Regions from separate parts of the Canis lupus genome. Here region 2 is linked to region 1. A link is a contact called in public Hi-C data. All regions are on one chromosome and are shown on one strand. The core of a region is the stretch at or near the end of the contact, and the rest is flanking DNA. Distances in the headings are between cores, read along the strand shown.

Region 1 (3,778 bases), core at 358-2,857:
AAGAACACTTTCTCAAGACTGTCCTACTACCCATCGCTCCAATCTCATCTTCTTTCCTTACTGACATCCTCCCTATAATATAAACACTATACTAATCTAGAGTTGTTCATTTTCCACAGATGTGCATCCACCAAGCCTTTTCTTGCATAGCCAGCCATTCACTTCATCTGGGATGCCCTTCTCCACTTTATCCAGTCCTTGTCATCTCTTCAGACTCAGTATCTTCCAAGAAGTCCTCCTTTAATAGCAGACCAGCAAGTAACATTAGGTTGAAATAATCTATTTGCATGCCTCTCTTCCAACTGGACTGCAAGCTTTTCCAGGCCAAGTAGCAAGACACAAGTCATTACAGGTTGGGAAAATCTGTAAACCCATGCCTCCTCTTCACCAGTGCCCCACCCCCAACCTTGCGGCTCCAATTAAGGGTTTCACAAACAGCACAGATGAGAAAAGGATTAATAGGATCAAATGTGATATACAATCATAATGCATAAAAACAAAGTGACCAAAAGCCATTTTCTGCTTTGTAACACTTGCCTCCACAGTAAAGGACTCGAAGTGGGTAGTCTGCATCTAACTTGGTATTGCCCTTCGAGTCTCCTTTGCAATCATGCCCACCGGACTCAGAAATATCAGCAGCCATCTCACAAACCTGTAAACAAGGAAAATAACACATTTTCACTATTTTGGACCAAGACCTCAAAGAAGCAGTGTTCAGAGGTAGCCTCACTTCCGCCCACTGGAAATACCTCAACCCTAAATGTTTCCATTCTGTTCTTAAGTGAAGGATACAAGCTGCATTAGGATCCATAAAATGTGACCAATTCTGGGCGCACCACCAACCAGCTCCACAGGTCTACAGGGAAGCAAGTGACGGGAGAAAAAGCACTGTGAAGAATGGGTCGGGGGGTGGGGGCTCTAGTGGAAAGAGGACGCAATGGGATAATAGGATGGGGAGGATGATCCGTAGTGAGGGGGCAAAAGGTCTGGGGATGAAATGGGAGGGATGCAAACTGCAATAAAGGCCACATAAAATAAAAGGCTAAAAGAGCCTACGAAGAAGGGATGAGTGACCAGAGGTGCCCAGAGTACAGGGTGTGGGCGCAGCTAAACGCCAAGCGAGGGACACAGGAATCCGGGAAGCGATGGGAGTGGGAGGGGGCGGGGAGACCAGAATCTGAAGACAGAAAATGGGGGCGGAAGAATCGGCAAGGGGCAGAATGTAAGAGCACTGGGGCGACATGGGCGGCCAGGAGTTAGGGGGCGATCCGAGGCGAAGGGGCAATCCCAGGGACACCACAGGGGCCCATGTGGGCGGGGGTGTGGAGACGCCCGGCCCGGCCCCCTTCCGCCGGACAGCACCTCGGCTTCCCCCCACGCTCTCTACGAGCTCTTCGGAAGAGGGAGAGGCTCGAGGGGTCGTTACCCAGGCGGTCGCACAACCCCCGCCGCCTCCGCTCCCGCCACTACCGCCAGCTGAAGCAACACATGCAATTCCTCTTCCCCGGCCAGGGCCGCCAGAAAGCCCGTCGGCAAGCCGCGGTCCCGCGAGACAATAAGCCTTTATCGCGAGATTCAGGTCGCCGCTGGGAGGCTGTCGCGAGAAGCCTGAAGGCGGAGGCGGAGGGGCACTGGGGAGCATGCGCATTGTGCTCGGGGGCGGAGCCAAACCTCCGAGCGGCTGACAGCCAGTAGGCGGTGCTCGTTACTCGGGGGAGAGGTTGGCGGGTCGGCTGGCTGGCGGCGCGCGGGGCGGAAGCCGACGCGGAGAGGAAAGAGGAGGTGTGCGCTGAAATCATCGGTGACTCCCTGTTGTGGAGCTGGGGAATGTTGCCCCTAGTCTGGGGCGCATCCTGGAGTTCTGACTAACCTCCAGCCTGTTGCATAAGTCACTGCTCCGCGGGGAGATGGCACCTGGAAAAGGCGTTTGGTTTCATTTCAACACCTTTCCCTGCAGTGACTGAATTATTCTTGGAAAGATCATATGAACGCTATTTAGATTGTTCCAGTCGCCCCGTAATCTCACACCCCCCTAACAGCTGCTGCCCTCACCATCCTCGTCTTTGCGATCAGTCCCTCAGGTCTCAGGCGGACGGACACTAGCACACGCGGGCCGTCCTAGCTTTGCTTCCGTCTAGTTGTTTCCTTCTGGGAAAATCCTTTCCTAACCGTGCTCCGCCCGAGTCCCTCCCAGTCGCGTTGGTGAAATGGGAACAACACTACAGTGCTTGCAAACCTCTGAGGGTTAGGAAAAGGATGACCAAGGAGTGCTTGGTAGCCGGTGGAGGTTGCTTTGTCCTTCACCTCATCCCCCTTCTTCCCGGCCGACTTCATTTGCGCCACCACCATCCTTACATTTTCTGCTCACGGTTTACTTTATGCGTGCACAAAACCATCTGGCATAATCTTTTTCGCCGGTGACTGCTGCCTCCACCCTGACATCTTTCTTAAATAAAAGAGGAGTCTCCACCCTAACCTCCTTGCAGAAGAGTCAATTCTGTGTAACTAGTGAAAGAAGATCTTGTTCCCAAACATGGTTGATTCCAATAATAATAGCTTTCGATTCCAATAATAACTTCCACTTATTGACACCCACCTGCCATTATGTATCAAAAACCTGCTCATTCGGGTATAGAGTCCAGGTGGATTCATTCCACAAAATTTTCTTTTTTTAAGATTTTATTTATGAAAGACACAGGCAAAGGGAGAGGGAGAAGCATGCTCCCCTCAGGAAGCCTGATGTGGGACTCCATTCCTGAACTCCAGGATCACGCCCTGAGCCAAAGGCAGAGCTTAACTGCTGAGCCATCCAGGCGTCCCATCCACAAAATTTTCTTGAGTTCCTATCATGCAGCACTGTCCCACATAAGCACTGGGGATGCAGTGAACAAGAGACAAAGTGCCTACTCTTGCTAAATTTAGCAGTCTTAAAAGTGATAGCTGATTCAGTCCTTACAGTAACCCGATAAGGGAGCAACTGGGTGGCTCATTGGTTGAGCATCTGCCTTTGGCTCAGGTCTTGATCCTGTGGTCCTGGCATCAAGTCCCGCATCGGGCTCCCTGCAAGGAGCCTGCTTCTCCCTCTGCCTATGTCTCTGCCTCTCTGTGTGTGTGTCTCTCATGATTAAATAAAATCTTTTTTAAAAAGATAACCCTATGAGGTAGGTATTGTCTTCAATTTCCAGATGGTAAAATCATAGCTCAAAGGTAGAAATGAATTAAGTTGACATGTGACTAAGATCATAAGCTAATAGTATATTTTATGGGTCTTAAGATGCACATTTTTTCACATTTTAATATCCCATACCAAGATGCATTGCAAGGGATGAAATTTTAGCATTTGTCATAGTTTAATTTGGCAGCTTTTTTCTTTCTTAGTGATGCATAAAATAATGGCATCTCATAATCAATGGCATCTTAAATGCGATGAAATATGTGTAAGTGGCCAGTCCTGTGTAGTAGACCCAATGTCTTCAGTTCCATTCCTCACCCCTTTCTTGCTCTGCTTCGTAAAGAAGGGGGTGCTGGACCCCCAGAGACCACATCCCCAGGCTTTCTTGTTCCTGAGCTTCCAGCTAGGTTTAGCCAACAGGAGGCAGCAATAGGAACAGCCACCTCCCTAGCCATCCACTCCACCCTTGTGAGTAGCATCTCTGACATAACTGGTTTTCCGTCTATATTGTTAGGGAATCCTAGAACCTGGGCACCTGTAACATACCCGCTCCTGGATCTAGTCTATAGCCTGGCAGCGGTGATTGTTGGCTTCTTGTTGCTGCTA
Region 2 (3,778 bases), core at 827-3,326, 150 kb after region 1:
TCCCTCTGCCTGTGTCTCTGCCTCTCTCTGTGTGTGTGTCTCTAATGAATAAATAAATAAAATCTCTAAAAAATAATAAAACAAAATTTTATTACACAGCACAGGAAAGGTACTTTTTATTTACAACTACTTGTCCTTGAGCAAGCAATGTAACCTTTCTGTTCCTTAATTCTCTGTAATAGGAAAATATAGCTGTACCTATAAGCAAAGGTTATAAGTTTTGAATATTTACAGAACAATGTTTGGTTCATGGTAAGCACTCAATATTAAGTGTTAGGTAATTTATTATATTCATTAGTGGAAGCAGGTAACATTTAGGCTACGGTCATATGTTTTTAAATATAGGAAAAGAGTTCTTACCAAGAATGTGAGCAAGGGTATAAAACAATGTTAGAATAGACAGTAATTCTAGTGGCCAGTGTTTGGGTGGGATTTGGGAAGAAATTAAGACAGGAGGGACAAGTTGGGGTGAATTTTTACAGGTCTCTATGTCCCACATCTGAAAACAACAGAGAAATATTATCAACCTTCAAGTACTGTCACAGTCAGTTGTTCAACAAATGTTTATTGATGTCTACTTTGTGCCAGGCACTGTTCTTTCTAGGAGTAGGAATACAGCCCAGAAGACAGAAAAGGCCTTTACCATTATGAAGTTTATATTCGTTTAGGAAGGTCAAATAAAATAGTTAACATGTGAGGCACCTGGGTGCTCAGTAGTTGAGTGTCTGCCTTTGGCTCAGGTCGTGACCCTGGGGGCCTGGGATCCAGTACGTATCAGGCTCCCCACAGGGAGCCTGTTTCTCCCTCTGCCTAGGTCTCTGCCCCTCTCATGAATAATTTTTTTTAAATTAGTTAATATGTATTGAATATGCAAGATAATTTTCAGTGCTTTACTAATTTAATCGGCACAACAATCCATCTTAAAGCAGAGAGACACAAGCCAGGTATGAAATAAATAGCCAAGGTAGGGGATCCCTGGGTGGCTCAGCGGTTTAGCGCCTGCCTTCGGCCCGGGGTGTGATCCTGGAGTCCCAGGATCGAGTCCCGCGTTGGGCTCCCTGTATGGCGCCTGCTTCTCTCTCTGCCTCTCTCCCTCTCATGAATAAACAAAAGTCTTAAAAAAAAAAAATAGCCAAGGTCACCTAAAGCGAGTCAATAGTTAGAGAAGATTCAAATTCACGCCTATTAACTGTTATATAAGTGCATAATTACAAACAGTACCAAAGGTTTTGAACGAAACGATGCTCAGTTTGGGGGGCGGGGGGGGGTCGCATGAGAAGTACCTGGTAGGGAAAGGAAAGATTCCAAGAGCTGTTCGCGGAGAACAGAGATGCAAGCCGAGTGCAAAGGCTCAGAGGCTGTAACGAGTTTGGGACGGCTGCCGGGCCTCAGCAAAAATGGAAATAATGAAGAAGCTAAACGAATGGTCGACTTCAAGGTTGGGTTTTTATGGTCGCTGCTACAGGGGAAAGACACTAAGCACACGAGTGACCTGATTTGGTTAACGATTTGAAATCAGTCGAGTTGCTGGGTGAAGAACCGATTAGCGAATTAAGCGAAATGAGTGTCAGGCCCCCAAGCACAAACTTCCCCAGCTGGACAACCGACCAGCAAGAACCGACTTCAAACCCTCTCCCGCCAGCGGTCTTGATGAGAAAACCCCCAAACTTAGCTGAGGTCGCTGTTACTTCGACCTGAACCCACCCCCCGCATCTCTACAGCAGCGCATTTCCCCCTCCTCACCTGCAACAGAAGAACCTAAAGCAGAACACTCAAATAAACCACTCCTCTTCCCGCCGCCCACAACTGTCCCTAATATCTTCAGGGTCTAGAGCCCACGGATTTAAATTGGCGGGAGAACACTAGGCCCAACCCCTTTTACAGCGGCCGGAAGGGGCCAAAACTGCTTTAGAATCGAAAGAGGACGTTGACCCACCCTAAATTCCACCCGTTCCGATTTACAGGCTGCACATTCTAGGGTGTATTCTTGGCCCCGCCCCACTCCTGGCCTTACACGCCCTCTTCAAAATAACAACCAATCAGCTCCTCGAATCGCGTTGCTATAGAGACTCTTATCGACACTTTTTTTTTCCCAGCAAGCTGCGCGACGCGCCGGGCCTCAGCCCCTTTGTGCCATCCGGGTCTCTCGCGCGAGCGATTTAGTCTGTGGCGAAGCGTCTGGGCGGCCGGTACTGTTGAGAGCGGCAAGTGGAGGCGCCGCCCTAGCGGCCAAGACTCTGGACTATGGCGGTAGGTGCCAATTCTTGAGTTTAAAGCCAGGGATATTTTCTTGATACCCTCCAAAGACTGGGTGAACTGTTCCCAGAGCTGTTGTCCGCGCGTGTGTGTGGACAAAATGGCGTCGCGGCCTTCTTTTGCGCCCGCCATCATGGCTGCCTACTGTAAGGAGGGGGAAATGAGGCGGTGTTGGTGGGGGTGGGGAGCCGCAGGGAGTGTCTTTTTTTTTTTTTTTTCTTCCAGAACTTTCTTCCTCTCTTTTCCTAGTTCTCTATTCTGTTCGACCCACAGAGCGGCCTCCAGTTTAGCTTACTTTTGTTGGTCGTTTTTATACTGAGTTTCATTAGGGCTTGGGAATTTATTTGTTCGTGTTGAAGGACTGGGGAAAAGAGAAAAGGGCTGGGGGGGGGGTCTTTGAAAAGTATTGGGTCAGAAAGGCGTTGTCTGCAAGGGGGTAAAATGGGAGAAGAGAATCGACTTGTAACGTTTTGTTTTTTCCCTTATTATTATTGTTTTGTCTCTGAAAACCTTAGTTTATTTCTTAGTATGGAGCTGAGGAAGGTGTTGCTCAAAGGGAGCAAAAAAATTCTACTTAATTACGAGGAGCCTTTGGAACTACGAATTCTGATTGTTCCGTTTCCGAAGCGGCTCGTGATGTAATCATTTTGAAATCTTTGAGAAGCATAATAAAGCCTTAATATTGGCGTTTCTTTAGATTTAAGCACCCTTTCTTGACCCATTTAATTTTAAATAAGAACTACAGTTTTTAAAAAAGCATGCTTTGGGTGTAAGATGCCCAATTCTGGTGGGTCGCGCGCGTTATTGTGATTACTTCATTTTTCTTCCCGTGTTAAAAGGAAAACGCAAGCATTTTGTGTTCCTTTCCACTGACTAGGAAGTTCTATTTATTCATTTTAAAAACTAAGTAGGACTGTAAACGTACCGAAAAATTTGTACCGATAATCCCCTAAACATTGGGGTTATCTGGAATCGAGATGGTTTCTGCACTCCCCTCCCCCAGTACCTAATTGAATTAACCGATTTTTGTTACGGTTTCAAACAGCTGGGCTGTTTGGTGTTTGTGCAACTAATCGAAGTAGTGTTTTCCATGGTTTAAGTGGTGTTTTAGGCCTCTTAATGTATTTTAAAAATGGTGGTGTTTTACTTGGGCTCAAATGTTTTAAAAAATGAAGTCAGTTCAAACAAACATTTGGTCCTGCAGTACCTCCTTCAATAAAAAGACAGTCCCCTGGAGAAGTGGCCTACTATTAAATCCAAGGTACCTTCTTCGCACTGGAAAAAAGATTTGTGTGCTGTCGTGAGCATTATTACAGATTTAAACAAATTATAAATGTTAAGGTAATGGTAGTGGCCTTCTAAAACAAGTGCTAAAATAGAGGACAGTTTTGCAGTTAGATTTAAGATTTACTATGTACATCCCTGATAATTCGAAGTAAAGCTTAGAAATTTTCAGAGAAATTTTTTTTTTAAGATTTTATTTATTTATTCATGAGAGAGAGAGGCAGAGACACGAGCACAG

Evidence for each region. Hi-C and Micro-C count contacts between places; a contact is called where the count stands out from the background.
Region 2: a Hi-C map of blood shows a contact between it and region 1, with 4 times the contacts expected there. The contact joins the promoter of KNTC1 here to the promoter of DENR in region 1. A contact is called at or near these places in 3 of 9 Hi-C or Micro-C datasets (amygdala, blood and liver).

Annotation. Positions count from the first base shown.
Region 1 is chr26:6,942,254-6,946,031 of UU_Cfam_GSD_1.0, forward strand. It overlaps DENR (density-regulated protein), which reads right to left and starts at 1,608. Exons shown (of 8, transcript XM_038574903.1): 1 at 1,471-1,608; 2 at 538-652. The coding sequence starts at 643.
Region 2 is chr26:7,095,667-7,099,444 of UU_Cfam_GSD_1.0, forward strand. It overlaps KNTC1 (kinetochore-associated protein 1), which reads right to left and starts at 2,077. Exons shown (of 64, transcript XM_038574908.1): 1 at 1,937-2,077. It overlaps RSRC2 (arginine/serine-rich coiled-coil protein 2), which reads left to right and starts at 2,093. Exons shown (of 10, transcript XM_038574914.1): 1 at 2,093-2,250.